Regions from separate parts of the Sus scrofa genome. Here region 2 is linked to region 1. Evidence: chromatin contacts called from public HiChIP or PLAC-seq data. All regions are on one chromosome and are shown on one strand. The core of a region is the stretch at or near the end of the contact, and the rest is flanking DNA. Distances in the headings are between cores, read along the strand shown. Region 1 overlaps ZMYND8 (protein kinase C-binding protein 1). Region 2 overlaps NCOA3 (nuclear receptor coactivator 3).

The links. HiChIP or PLAC-seq counts read pairs in DNA pulled down with a chosen protein or histone mark.
Region 2: an H3K27ac HiChIP or PLAC-seq map of alveolar macrophages shows a contact between it and region 1. The contact joins two enhancer-like sites. A contact is called at or near these places in 1 of 47 Hi-C or Micro-C datasets (epiblast stem cells) and 1 of 2 datasets of contacts at active chromatin or transcription factors (alveolar macrophages).

Annotation. Positions count from the first base shown.
Region 1 is chr17:49,334,678-49,337,377 of Sscrofa11.1, forward strand. All of the region lies in intron 5 of ZMYND8 (protein kinase C-binding protein 1), which reads right to left. Among named protein-coding and RNA genes, the nearest start is that of ZMYND8, 54 kb to the right of the region's middle. Within about 2 kb of position 1,269, at least 2 of the 83 cell types and tissues checked have an H3K27ac peak or open chromatin away from gene starts, as enhancers often do. A contact at or near this core is called in alveolar macrophages, where this site is marked.
Region 2 is chr17:49,564,080-49,566,779 of Sscrofa11.1, forward strand. All of the region lies in intron 1 of NCOA3 (nuclear receptor coactivator 3), which reads left to right. Among named protein-coding and RNA genes, the nearest start is that of NCOA3, 37 kb to the left of the region's middle. Within about 2 kb of position 1,377, at least 5 of the 83 cell types and tissues checked have an H3K27ac peak or open chromatin away from gene starts, as enhancers often do. A contact at or near this core is called in alveolar macrophages, where this site is marked.

The DNA.
Region 1 (2,700 bases), core at 19-2,518:
ATCTCCATGGGCAATAAACGTCACTTTATAAGAGAAATTCCACCAAAGACACATCTGAAGCCAGATTCTGCTCTGTAAATCTGGTCCTGTATCTCAGAGCTTCAGAAGCCTTAGGTAGCGACAACAAAAATAGCAAATTCGGATGACGTCAGAAAATGCTCTTGAACCATCTGCGCAGAGAGCTGAGAAGAGTTTTCTCCAATGAATTGCCATGGAATTCTAGTCTCCATTCTTCGATGTCTGAATTCTCCACAAGGAACTTGTAGCTGTGTCGGTCCGTTGTCGAGAACAAGGGCAACAGGAGCGGGGCCCAGAAGCAGAAATCGGCCCGTGATGCAGGGAACCAGCTTCTCAGCTATCAGAGCCTGAAACGGCTGTCTCCCCAGCTGATTGCCTCCCCAGTTCGCCCCTGCAAGAAACTCCAGACCCTAAGTCTTAGACGCTTAATACCTGTGGGTTTGAATTCCAGCTCATTTCTAGGTAACCATTCAAGGTCAACGCTTGGGTTGCCCACTCAACTGTCATTCACCTCTTCCCGCCCCAGCCCCCCTCAATGGGTCAATGCTGTCAGTGCTGGCTGTCAATGCATGGTTCCCACATGACGGACTGAGAGTGCCAGACAGGTATTTTCAAACCTTTCTTGCAGGGGGACGGGTGATCCAATGCTGGCCACGGAGCCCAAGGGCCTGTCAGCCAGAGGCTGATAAAAAGGCACATGAGGAGAAACACTCCTCTGAGGGGGATGGTTGTCTAGCCACATGTGATGGGGTCCCCAGCAGCCACCTTAGAGCCACGAGGAACAGATCGCCTCCACAGGGAAATGCAGTGTCTGGCTCTGCGCAAACTCTGGTCTGGCCCTGCCTCTGGGTTGCTTCTACACATGGTAACACACCCTTACCGTTTCAGCTGCCTTTCATCAAGATCTATTATTTGCAGCAAAAGCACCCTATCTGAGCCATTATCCTCCTTACAAAATTATTTTAATAGACATTTTTATTTTGGCCACATCCTCGGCCTGTGGAAATTCCCGGCCCAGGGATTGAACCTGTGCCACAGAAGTGACCCAAGCCACAGCAGTGACAATGCCAGATTCTCAAACGCAAGGCCATCAGGGAACTTCCTGCAAAATTATTGAACAACTGGGAAGGGTGAGTTGAGACAAAAGGAACTCGAGATGAAGGTTCCAGTTCCCACACCAAAGGCAGCAGAACGAGGTGGGGCTCTGAAGAGGAAGGCCTTGCCAGGCAACCCGTGTCCTGCCCATCTCTCCATCTAGTGGCCAGCTTCTGCAATTTTAGGGGCAGAACACAATTTCGGTGTCATCATCACGCCATACTGACTGGATGTCTAACTTCTCTCCGTACATTTCTTATCTTCAAGAGGTACTACAGTCGCTATCCTAGAGCTTGCTTTTCTTCCCCACGATCAACACCTGGGAGGGCTTTCCACTTCCGACATCCTCATTTGAGATCTAAGACCAATATACCTCTGAACGCAAGGGACATTCCATACTAAACGATGCTGCAGATGACATTCTCATCTTCAGCATTTGGAAATAGCATCACAGTTGGAAGCTGCCAAGACTAAGACATCGCAGAAGAGTGGAAGCCATCACGACTGCTTTGGTTTGTTTTCGGGCCACACCCAGGGCACAGAGAAGTTCCTGGGCTAGGAATCGAACCTGAACCGCAGCTGAGACCTATGCCACAGCTGCAGCAATGCCAGGTCCTTAACCCACGGCACCAGAACAGGAACTCTTGTTTTATGTTTTTGGTTTTTTTGGCTGCACCTGCAGCCTACAGAAGTTCCCAGGCCATGGACGAACCCGCACCACCCCGCCTACCACAATGCCAGATACTCAACCTGCTGTGTCACAAGGAAACTCCCACAGTAACTGTTTTAATGAAGTGTGCTTAAGGCTTTGCTACAAAGAAACATACATGTTCCCTTCACTACACCAGCATGCTTCCGCCTCTGGCTCTATACCTGCAGCCTGTCTGCCTGGAAGGTCTTCCCCCTGTGGCTCCATGGCTCGCTCGTTCTCTTCTTCAGGTCTTTCTCAAATCCTAAGAAGGCTTCCTGCACTTCCTCATTTAAAATGGAAACACCTTGGCGTCCCGTCTTGGCTAAGTGGTTAACGAATCTGACTAGGAACCATGAGATTTCGGGTTCGATCCCTGGCCTTGCTCAGGGGGTTAAGGATCCAGCGTTGCCGTGAGCTGTGGTGTAGATCGTACATGCAGCTCGGATCTGGTGTTGCTGTGGCTCTGGCGTGAGCCGGCGCCTACAGCTCCAATTAGACCCCTAGCCTGGGAACCTCCATATGCCCTGGTGCAGCCCTAGAAAAGACAAAAAAAAAAAAAAAAAAAAATAAAATAAAAGTACAATGGGAACACCTTGCACCCCCACCCCACTCCCTACTCATCAACGTAGATTCTGTTTGTCTAGAACACTCTTCTCCTAACACACTGTATATAACTTTATTTTGGTTTGCCTTCTTTTCTTCTGAAAAAGAATGGGATCCAGGCTTCTTCGTGTCTGCTGTCGAACCCCGAGTACCTCATAGGCACTGGAGAAAGAGCTGTTGCGGGAACGCAAGCACCAGATGCAACCACAACCACGTGGGACACACAACCAGCAGTCTTCCCAGCATGGCCACGGCCGACGACTCCATGATGCAGCAGGAGAGGACGTGCAAGG
Region 2 (2,700 bases), core at 127-2,626, 230 kb after region 1:
AATTATTTCTGCAATTTTAGCTAAGGAATTCAACAATATATTTAATGCTAACCGATGACAGAGCATTCCACTAGATTATTTTTTCAATTTGTTTCCCTTAGAAGGTTAAACATGTGTTTAAAATAAGGTTGTTTATGTAAGTTTTAAACCACTTAGTCTGAGCTGATAAATGTGTTTTCATGTTAAAACAGAGGTAAGCAGATAGTGGTTTTCTGGTCGTATATTGGTATAGCCATTCTAAGTAGTTATTCTGCATCTTGTCTCCGAAATCTTTGGTATTTTGCGTTGGACAGGCACACACCTCCCCCTCTGCCCTGCCCTTTTTACAGTTTTCTGTTTTTGGAAGATTGCTTTGTGAGGAGTTTCCTGGTGGTTCAGCAGTCACTGCTCCTGGCGTGGATTTGATCCCTGTCCTGGAAATTTCTATATGCTGTGGGCACAGCCAAAAAATAAAAAAAGATTGCTTTGTGAATTAACAAAGTACTAATTTATAAGATATTTAGGTCTCCCTCTCCCTTTTCTTCTTAGGAAAAGAAGGAAAGAGGAAGTAGGTTTTGAGTAGATATTTAATTAGAGGTTTATAATCTTTAAAATTTATATTTATTTTTTGGTTGCACTTGTGGCATATGGAAGTTCCTGCCAGGGTTTGAATCTGAGCCATAGCTGTGACTTATACCGCAGCTTCAGTGTCACTGTGGGGGGCTGGGGGTCAAACCAGTGCCTTTGCAGCCATCTGAGCCACTGCGGAGACACCACCAGATCCTTAACCCACTGCACCACAGTGTGAATTCCAAGGAAAAGACAATTTTCATAAATACTCAAAGCATCAAGTTCTTTTTTGCATGCAAATCTCCTGGCTTTTTGGAGATTGGAGCTATTAAAGTTTACTTGCTCATGGTGGCTAGGTGTGGTGTTTAGATCTCACTTGGGGTCCATAAAGACTTCCCAAGGGGTATCAAGAACCTTTTTTTTTTTTTTTTTTTTTTGCTGCACTTGTGGTATGTGGAAGTTCCTGGACCAAGGATTGAATCTGTGTCACAGCTCTGACCTGAGCCGCTGCAGTGACAATGCCAGATCCTTAACCTGCTGTGCCACAAGAGAACTCCAGGGAACTCCTGGCACATTGAAGTTCCCAGTCTAGGAGTCGAATTGGAGCTGTAGCTGCTGGCCTACACCACAACCACAGCAACGAAGGATCTGAGCTGAGCATGCGACCTACGCCATAGCTCATGGTAGTGCTAAATCCTTAACCCACTGAGTGAGGCCAGGGATCAAACCCTCATCCTCAAGGATACTAGTTGGAGTCATTACCACTGAGCCACACCAAAAACTCCAAGAAACTTTTCGTTATGAAATTTCAAAACACAGAAACCTAGAGGAAATGACGTGTCCTCATGAAACTTTCTTCCGCTTCAACAATTAGTAGCTCATGACCTATCTTAGTTTTATTCATACTCCCTTTTTCTCTGTATTATCTTGAAGCAAGTTCTAGATAACATACTGTTCTATCTGTAAAAGTTTTGTTTAGTAAGTATCTTTAAACGATAAGGACTGTTAAAATTCTCACCTTTTATATAAATTTCTTACTATCAAATATGCAGGTATGTTCAGATTTTTAATTCCTTGAAACATAATTATGTTTTATAGTTTATTTGATTGCAATTTATTGTTATATCTTTTATGTCTTTTATATCTCTTTTAGCTTAGGTTCCTGTTGCTTCCCTCTTTTTTTTCCCTTGCAATTTATTTGTTGGAAAAAACGAGATCATGTCTTAAAAATTTTTCCATCTCATATCTGAGTGGTGTCATTTAGCACATTTTTCTGTCCTCAGTGTTTTCTATAAATTTGTGGTTAGATCTAGAGACTTTAACACAGATCATTTAAAGACTATCCGTTTCAAGATTTGTTAACTTTTGTTCTCTTAAATCCTTAAGTTGGTCTGCTTGAGAAAGCTGTGCAGAGTCTTTTTCTCCAGATGTCTCCTTTCATAATTGTTCTTCTCACTGCCAAAAGAAAAGAATAACTCTTTTTACTGTGTTGTACTGACATTGCGTGTTAGATGGAAAAAAAAAAAATCTAGGGTTTAAAACACATAGGCAATTTCAAATATTGGTGTCAGGGTTTAAAAAGTGAAGGATTTTGGAGTTCCTGTCGTGGCGCAGTGGAAACAAATCCAACTCGGAGCCATGAGGTTGTGGGTTCGATCCCTGGCCTCGCTCAGTGGGTTAAGGATCTGGTGTTGCTGTAGCTGTGGTGTAGGCTGGCAGCTGTACTTCCGATTAGCCCTCTAGCCTGGGAACCTCTATAGGCTGCAAGTGCAGCCCTAAAAAGCAAAAAAAAAAAAAAAAAAAAAAAAAAAGCGAAGGACTCTAATAGCTGGTAGCAAATGGTGCATCTGAGTTTGTTTTCATCAAAATCAAAATTGAAAGGAGGATTGCTCTCTGGGAGATAATGAAAAAATACTTTTTAATTTCACTGTGATTTTTGTCATGTAACTAAGATTACATTGAAAGAATCGAATGATGCTGTTTTTCATATAACTCTCTTCGTATAATTACCTGCTTATTTAAAATTTTATTTAAAACTTTACAAACAATAAATGTATAAATTGAAGTTGGTGACTATTATTTGTTGTAACATCTGAATGTACTGGGAATGGGGGTGGAGTGGAGATTAACCCCTGCCTGTGCATTTTAACA